2 separate regions of the Callithrix jacchus genome follow, and region 2 is linked to region 1. Evidence: chromatin contacts called from public Hi-C data. All regions are on one chromosome and are shown on one strand. The core of a region is the stretch at or near the end of the contact, and the rest is flanking DNA. Distances in the headings are between cores, read along the strand shown.

Evidence for each region. A called contact is a pair of places that touch in the nucleus more often than the background predicts.
Region 2: a Hi-C map of induced pluripotent stem cells shows a contact between it and region 1, with 3 times the contacts expected there. The contact joins the promoter of KCNF1 here to the enhancer-like site in region 1. A contact is called at or near these places in 2 of 3 Hi-C or Micro-C datasets (induced pluripotent stem cells and skeletal muscle).

Annotation. Positions count from the first base shown.
Region 1 is chr14:103,912,587-103,916,622 of calJac240_pri, forward strand. It overlaps the pseudogene LOC118147180. Among named protein-coding and RNA genes, the nearest start is that of CIMIP5, 10 kb to the left of the region's middle. Within about 2 kb of position 2,250, at least 2 of the 16 cell types and tissues checked have an H3K27ac peak or open chromatin away from gene starts, as enhancers often do.
Region 2 is chr14:104,077,358-104,081,193 of calJac240_pri, forward strand. It overlaps KCNF1 (potassium voltage-gated channel modifier subfamily F member 1), which reads right to left and starts at 2,378. Exons shown (of 1, transcript XM_002758029.7): 1 at 87-2,378. The coding sequence starts at 1,886. The coding sequence ends at 402.

The DNA of each region.
Region 1 (4,036 bases), core at 1,000-3,499:
ATTCAACAGTAATGATAGTCAATCTGTTAAAATCTCTCTTGGATTATGTATTAGTTTAGCAGGGCTGCCCTAATAATACCACAGACTGGGTGGCTACACAACAGAAATGCAGCATCTCACAGTGTGGAGGTCAGAGGTCTGAGAGGAGGGGTCGGTGGGGTTCATTCCTTCCAAGGCAGTGAGGGGGAATCTATGTCAGGCCGTTTACCCCGGTTTTGGGGCCTCCCTGGCAGTCTTTGATGTTCCTTAGTGTGCAGAAGCATCACCCCAATCTCTGCCTTCATCTTCACATGGTGTTCTTTTTTTTTTGAGTTGAAATCTTGCTCTGTCACTCAGGCTGGAGTACAGTGGTGTGATCTTGGCTCTCTGCAACCTCCGCCTCCCGTGTTCAAGTGATTCTCCTGCCTCGGCCTCCCGAGTAGCTGGGACTACAGATGTGTGCCACCAGGCCCAGCTAATTTTTGTATTTTTAGTAGAGATGGGGTTTCACCATGTTGGCCAGGCTGGTCTCAATCTCTCACCTCTTGGTCTGCCCACCTCTGCCTCCCAGAATGCTGGGATTTCAGGTGTGAGCCATCACGCCTAGCACACATGGTGTCCTTGCTGTGTGTGTCTTTGTCCACGTTTCTCCTTTTTTGTGAGGGCACATTCACACTGGATCTCAGCACACCCTACTCCAGTATGGCCTCGTCTGAACTCTTCACATCACAATGATCCTGGTTTCAAATAAGGTCATATTCTGAGGTGCTGGGGATTAGGACTCCGATGCAAATTTGGAGAAGCACAATTCAACCCATCACGGATTACACAGATTTGAACTCCTTATGGGATCTATTAAGGAATAGAACTGACCTTATATGGCCGGGCGTGGTGGCTCACACCTGTAATTCCAGCCCTTCGGGAGGCCAAGGTGGGTAGATCACCCGTGGTCAGGAGTTCAAGACCAGCCTGGCCAACATGGCAAAACCATGTCTTTACTAAAAATACAAAAATTAGCCAGGCATGGTGGCGTAAGCCTGTGATCCCAGCTGCGGCAGCGGCAGGAGAATGACTTGAAACCAGGAGGTGGAGGCGGCAGTGAGCCAAGATCGTGCCAGTGTACTCCAGCCTGAGGGACAGAGCCAGATTCTGTCTAGAAAAAAAAAAAAAAAGAATAAAAAGAAAAGAACAAACCTTGTATTCAGCCCTCACTGTACACCAGGCATGATTTCCAGTACTCACCTCGTCTCATTCGGTGAACAGTATTAGCTCCATTTTACGGACACGGAAAGAGAGGCTTCAAGAAGCTGAGTGTGTTGTGCAGGGACACGGCAGTGAGTGGCAGGGCTGGCCTGGGATCCGTCATGCGGCTTCTGCAGTCTGTGCTTTATTCAAACCGCAGAGCTGGGGCTGGCCTAATGCTTGACTACTCTTAAGTTTTTCCCCAGGAACTTCCTTGATAATTTTCATTAAATAGACCTTACATTTTCAATACAATTGAGCCTCTGGGAGACAAGTTACAAATTCCCTGAAAGATAATGACATTAAAACCAGCAGCTGTGCACACGGCTTTAAAAGCGTGCTTTCTCGCATTTCTCTTGTGAAGTATTGTGACAGCCCTGAGAGGTGGAGCCAATCACATGCGGATTTAGGGGCAGAAACTGGAAGACCACAACCCACCTAGACCACGCAGGCAAGAAATCTCCCCCCGGGACAAAAATCCCTTCTGATTATAGTTCCTGGTCTCTTCTTGAGTTGCTATTTGCAGAGAAAAAGCATTTCACATAAACAGTTTTCCTTCTGTTATCAAAAAGATACTACTCCATGATCTACATTTCAAAGACTCTAGATTCCTGGGAGTTGGGGAGATTTTTGGCATTGGGAACATGATCTGGAGCATATCTCTATTTTCTTTATTCTGTAACATCCCACGCGTGGGCAGCCGAATGCATTTTGGGGAAAGCAGGTCTCGTGGGTAATATTTCTGAAGATCGAAGCAGGTTGTATTTAAGTCCACGTTGGCCAAGACTGCAGCACGCTCTGGAGGCAGCAGAGGGCAGCCTGGAGCTTCGCATCCTCCCTCAGGCCCGCGGCAGCTCCCTGGCTTCACCATCCCCAGGTGCAGACAAGCCGGTGTCGAAGGTCTGAGCATGGTGGTCGCGATGGCCATTTCTGATCAAAGACAGAGAACAAATGCACTGTCCAGAGACGGTGTCTGTGGAGGAGCCCAGCTGTGGGCCTGGGGAAGCAGGTGCCCTGGCAGGAGTGACATTCTAAACCAATAGGGAGGCACAGAGGGGATGCAGGAGGTCACTTGCCATGCAGGGTGCGTGGGTCTTGGAGGTGGCAGCAGCTGTTTACCAGTGGGCAAGGAGGGGCATCTGTGCTTGAACAGCCGAAGCAACACTTACAGGCGAACACCAGCCCGAGGAGGGCCGGGCACCCAAAGCTCTGGCGTCCAGAGCCTTCCAGCTCCCACTCTGGCCTCCCGTGGCCATGGGGTTGTTAATTGTGAGCTTCTCCCAGCAAGTCAGGTCGACACTATGTCTTGCGATAACGGGTCCTCGTCTTGCCTTTGGCCTTCCCAGCCCCTCTCTGAGCCCCAGGACTTACCCATACTGCTGGTCCAGGCAGGGTGGTCCCAGCCTGCATCAGCCAGGCCTCACTCTGGAGCCAGGCTTGGTGCAAACCCGTAGCTGAACTCGCCGGCTGGCTGCAGTCTGTGATGCTTCCCTGGTGGTCTCTGACGGGCCATATGACCTCCTTCTGGAACCCAGGCTGCATGTTCAAGGAGCTGGGGGCAGCCGGGCAGAATCAGTCTCTGGTTGCCAGCATAGGGTGTCAGGCAGGGGTAATGGAGGGGGAAGCCTGGGGAGAAAGGACGGGGGTGTGGCACTGCTCTCAGGCTTGGGGCAGTTGGAGGGTGGGATTCACACCTGAATGGCTGAGGCTGGTCCTGCCCCCTCTGACCACCTGGGAGGTCAGCTTCTCCCTCCCCAGGCTCAGTTTGCACCTCTGGCCTGTGTGGTTGGCACTGTCTTTCTCTCATGGTGAGCCCCTGCCTGGCCCAGGGCCTGTCTGCCACATTGGCTGGGCAAGCAGGAGAAGCTAGGACTGAGGGACCCCGGTCCAGAGCCCACCTTTGCAGCTGCCCTGTCCTGTGGAGGCAGGAGCCGCCCCTAGCCTTGGCCTGGTCCTCTGGTGAGGCCGCAGTAGGCAGGATAAGGCTATCCAGAAAGGCCATCTGCCTGGCAGGCATTTCTTGCCCGCAGAGGCTGGGGGAAGGAATTCACCAGGAGTCCTGGAGGGAAGGCCAGGGTGACAGACAGGGGTGGCTGCTGGCTCCATCTTGCTCTGGGATCCAGGCATGTGGCAGGGCAGGGCACATGTTCTGCTGCTCTTCCAGGCCCAACTCCGCCTCATTTCCTTGAGAGACCCTTTCACCCATCCCGGCCTGTGTTTGCCCATGTCATCCTCCCTTGCAGCAGCAGGCTTGTGGCTGTGCCTACTCTGTGCCCTGGATAACGGGAATGTCTGAGTTCTAGGCTGAGGCTGAGGATTGGATGAGTTGAGCAAGGCTCCTAGCACAGTGCCTGGCACACAGTTAAATAGACGTGAAGTCATAATTACCAGGGGCATGACCCTGTCCTCAGTATGAGTGCCACAGTGGGCTGGAGACTGGCAGCCCTGCTGTGCAGGATGGTCGGGTCTCAGTGGCAGGGACTTCCTTACTTCCCTGCTAGGGAGAGAGGCTCACTGAATAGTAAGCTGGTTGCGTCTTTTCTGTCCGAGCCTCCCAGGGCAAGCTTCCTAGGGCAGTAAAGGCTTGAGCTGGAGCTTGGAGGAGTTTGCAGGTGGCTGGATTGGGGTGGGGTGGGGGGGGCAGGAGGGTGCCAGCATGCCAGGCATGGCCAAAGGTATGGAGATGGCAGAGGGATCTGGGCGGGGTGCCTGTGGCTGGAGCACCAAGTGTGTGTGGGTGGGAAGCAGGTGAAGAGAGGAAGCGCTCAGGGTCTTTGGGAGGGAACCCCCACCGTGGGAGCAGGCCAGTGGCTGG
Region 2 (3,836 bases), core at 1,128-3,627, 160 kb after region 1:
CACCTACCTCCTGGCTTGGCACTGGGTTGTGCCTGCACTACTCTTGGGGGTGACAGCCAGCCTGTGACAGAACCTACAACACGGAGTTTGCACAGAGCAGGAGGCTTTATTGAGGGAGATACAGAAGCGCGTGCGGGCTCCCGCGCCAGCCAGGCCACAGCCTCCACTCGCCCCACACTGCCCTGTGGCTCCTGCACGCCCCTCCCTCCCCTGCTCCGGGACAGCAGGCAACACAGAGGAGTCTTACCCAGCCTTGGCAGAAGTGCCGCGAGGGCCTTCAGAGTCTTTCCAGGGGAGGGTTGGGGGACACAGGACAGCCCTTCTGTGCTGTCAGTGACATGCCTGCCACACCCATCCATCCGTACACCGTCCGGTCCATTTCTGCCTGTGGGGCCCTCCTGTCACTTGCAACTCTGGAGCCGGGTCCTATGGTGCTTCTCCTCGGTCAGCAGGGGGATGAAGGTGTCGCTGTGGGAGAGCTTCAGCCGGCTGCTGCAGCTCGGCGCCTCCTTCCCCGCAGGCTCTGGAGGGAGGTTGTCCAGGTCACTGCGGGAGCCCCCAGTCTTGCCCTCGCCCCCACTGCTGGAGTTGAGCTCCATCAGCTCCAGCTCGTGCTTGGCCGCCGTCTCCAGGACGCGCTGCTTGTTGTAGTACCTGACAAAGTTGTTGATGATGGGGTGGATGGGCAGGGCAATGGCGATGACCCCACACAAGAAGCTGATGGCCGCGTTGAGCTTGCCCAGCGTCGTCTTGGGGTAGATGTCGCCGTAGCCGACGGTGGTCATGGTGATGATGGCCCACCAGAAGGACTGGGGAATGCTCTTAAATAGGGTCTCTGGGTGGCTCTGTTCCATGGTGTAGCCCAGGGCAGAGAAGACGAAGATCCCCACTGCCAGGTACATGAGCAGTAGCCCCAGTTCCTTGAAGCTGCGTTTGAGGGCGTAGGTGAGGGTCTGCAGGCCCGAGGAGTGGCGGGCCAGCTTGAAGATGCGCGCGATGCGCATGATCCGCAGCGCCTGCACGGCCTGCTGCACATTGGTCAGCTCCATCATGCGGGCACCCAGGTGCGTGAGCGTGAGGCTCACGTAGAAGGGGAGGATGGCCAGCACGTCCACGATGTTCATGAAGGACAGCGCGAAGTGCAGTTTGTTGGGAGACGAGAAGAGGCGCAACAGGTACTCCAGGGTGAACCAGCCGATGCAAGCTGTCTCCACGTTCTCCAGCGTCGGGTGCTCCACACGGTTGCCCTCGGCGTCCAGCACCTGCAGCTCGGGGATGGTGCCCATGCACATGACCACAGACGAGACAAGAATGAGCAGGAAGGAGAGCACGGCCACCACCCGCGCCGGGCACGACGACTCGGGCTTCTCCAGGAACTTCCAGACGCACTTCTGGCAGCGGCGCCAGCGGCCCTCGGCCGCGTCCACGCCCAGGTCGTCCAGGATGAGCTGCACGCGGCGCGCGATTTCCTCCAACTCCTCGCGCTTTTCGCTCAGGTGGCTCTTGCAGCAGTCGTCCAGGAACTTAAGGTCCACCTTCCAGAAGTCCATCTCGTTCTTGAAGCAGATGGGGCAGATGCCCTTCTTCATGTGGACCTCCCCGAAGTAGTACACCTCGATGACACACTTGAAGGCGTCTGGGTCCCTGTCAAAGTAGAACTCGCGCTTGCCAGGGTCGTAGTCGTCGCACAGGGAGAAGATTGTATCGTAGCCCCCCGCCAAGCAGTTGATGAGCTCCGCCAGCCGGGTCTCGGGGTACTGGCTGAGGAGGTCTCCGTACAGCACCTGCCGCACGCCCCCCACGTTGACGACTATCTCGATGTCGTCGCCGGCCGCGGAGCCCTGGCTGTCCGGCTCCGGGAGGCTGCGCTCCCCGGACCCGTCCATCCTCCCCGCGCGCGCGCCCTTTCAGCCCCGGCCCCGCGCCCCCTGCCGCCGCCGCCGCCGCCGCCGCCTCCGGGGGTCCGGCGGGTGCCACCCGTGCGCGGATCTCGGGGAGAGCCCGGCCGGCGCCCGCCTGCGGGGAAGGGCGGTCACAACGGGCAGCTGCCGGCGGGGGCGCGCCGCGGGGGAGGCATGCACCCGGCGAGGGGGCTCCGAGCGGGCATCTGGGCGCCGGGGCACGCCCGCGGGGGCTTCGGCGGCCGCCTGCCTCGCCCGGAGCACTCACCCCGGCTGGCGGGCGGCGCGCTCCGCCGCTTCAACTCCTGCAGGCGCGGGGTCTCCTCGTGGGCGGCGGGCACCGTCCTTCGCCCCGGGGCGCGCAGGCAGCCGCCGCAGGTCCCGGAGCTGACGGACCCACGCCGTCCGCGAGGTGCTCGAGGTGCGCGGAGAGCGAACTTGGGCTGGCTTTGCGCGAGCCGTTTCTAAACACAATAGGAATTCCAGCCTGACGTCAGGAGCTTTTCAAACTGTACCCTCTTCTGGTGAAATTCTGCAAGGCACGCGCGGCAGCTGCAGGGGCCGGGTTAACCCTTGGGCAGACGGGCACAGCTGCCGAGCCCGCTGCCGCCACCGCGGACCGCCCGCCCCTCCCCGGGCCCAGCGGGTCACCAAGAGGCCGCGACCGGGCTGGAAGCGGCAGGCGTTCCCTCTCGCTGCTGTTTGGAGAGGATGGGTGGGGAGAGAATGCTGCCGCCTGTTGCCGGGCAGGAGAATGTGCTCCAGGAAGCCCCTTTGTAGGCGACTCCGAGGTCCAGGTCCCTCCTCCGGTCTTAGACCCGCGCCTGCCTTTTCTTTTCAGAGGAAAATCCTGCCTGATCCTTGAAGCGTTTCCTGCCCGACCCTAACAATGTCGTGCCGTGTTGGTGTTACTGCTCCCCTTCCCGGCAAAGCTGTTCGAGGAGGACATCCAGTCCAGCCTCCCGTAGAAGGGAAGGGACTTGGCCGAGGTCACGTGGCGGAATGGGAGCAGAGCTCAGCTTGACGGCCTCCGGACCCCAAGTTTTCTGGCTGTCCCAGCAGAGGGATGCCTGTGGTTCAGCAGATTTCAATTCTGCCTTGAAGTCCCTGCTGTCTGCCACCTCCGATCTCTCTGCAGCCCCACACCAAGGCCACTAGCTTCCAGAGCCCTCGGTCCCCGTGGCTCCTGCTTCCCCGTTTCTTACTCCTCGACCAAGGCCTGTCTCTTCCTGCACAGTGTCCCACACCTTCCTCTCTTCCAGCCTTTGCAGCCACAGCTGCAAAGTCCTTCTGACCTCACTCATCTGAGCACGACAGCAGCTTGCTAACAGCATCTCTCTCCTCCGGTTCACCACCGTCATCGTCAGCATCATCCATACTGCAGATTACTGAGTATCATCTATGGCCTGGAGATTGTGTGAAAAATATTCTGGAGGGAGGGATGAATAGGTAGAGCAGAAGATTTGTAGGGCAGTGAAATGATTCCGTATGATGCCATAATGGTGGATATGTGTCATTATACGATGATCAAAATCCATAGAACGTTCGCCAGCAAGAGTGAACACTAATGCAAACTCTGGGTGCCTGACATGGGTGTCCATGTAGGGTGATCCACTGTAGGAAGCCACCCATCCTTCGTGAGATGGTGATGGGTAGGGGAAAGCTGTGGGGACAGGGAGCATGTGGGAATTCTCTGTACTTTCTGTTGAATTTTGCTCTAAAATATAAATTCTATTTATTCTTTACTTTATTTCATTTTTTTGAGATGGAGTCTAGCTCTGTCACCAGGCTGGAGTGCAATGGTGTGATCTCGGTTCACTGCAACCTCTGCCTCCTGGGTTCAAGCGATTCTCCTGCCTCAACCTCCTGAGTAGCTGGGATTACAGGTGCTCGCCACCACACCTGCTGATTTTTGTATTTTTAGTAGAGACAGGA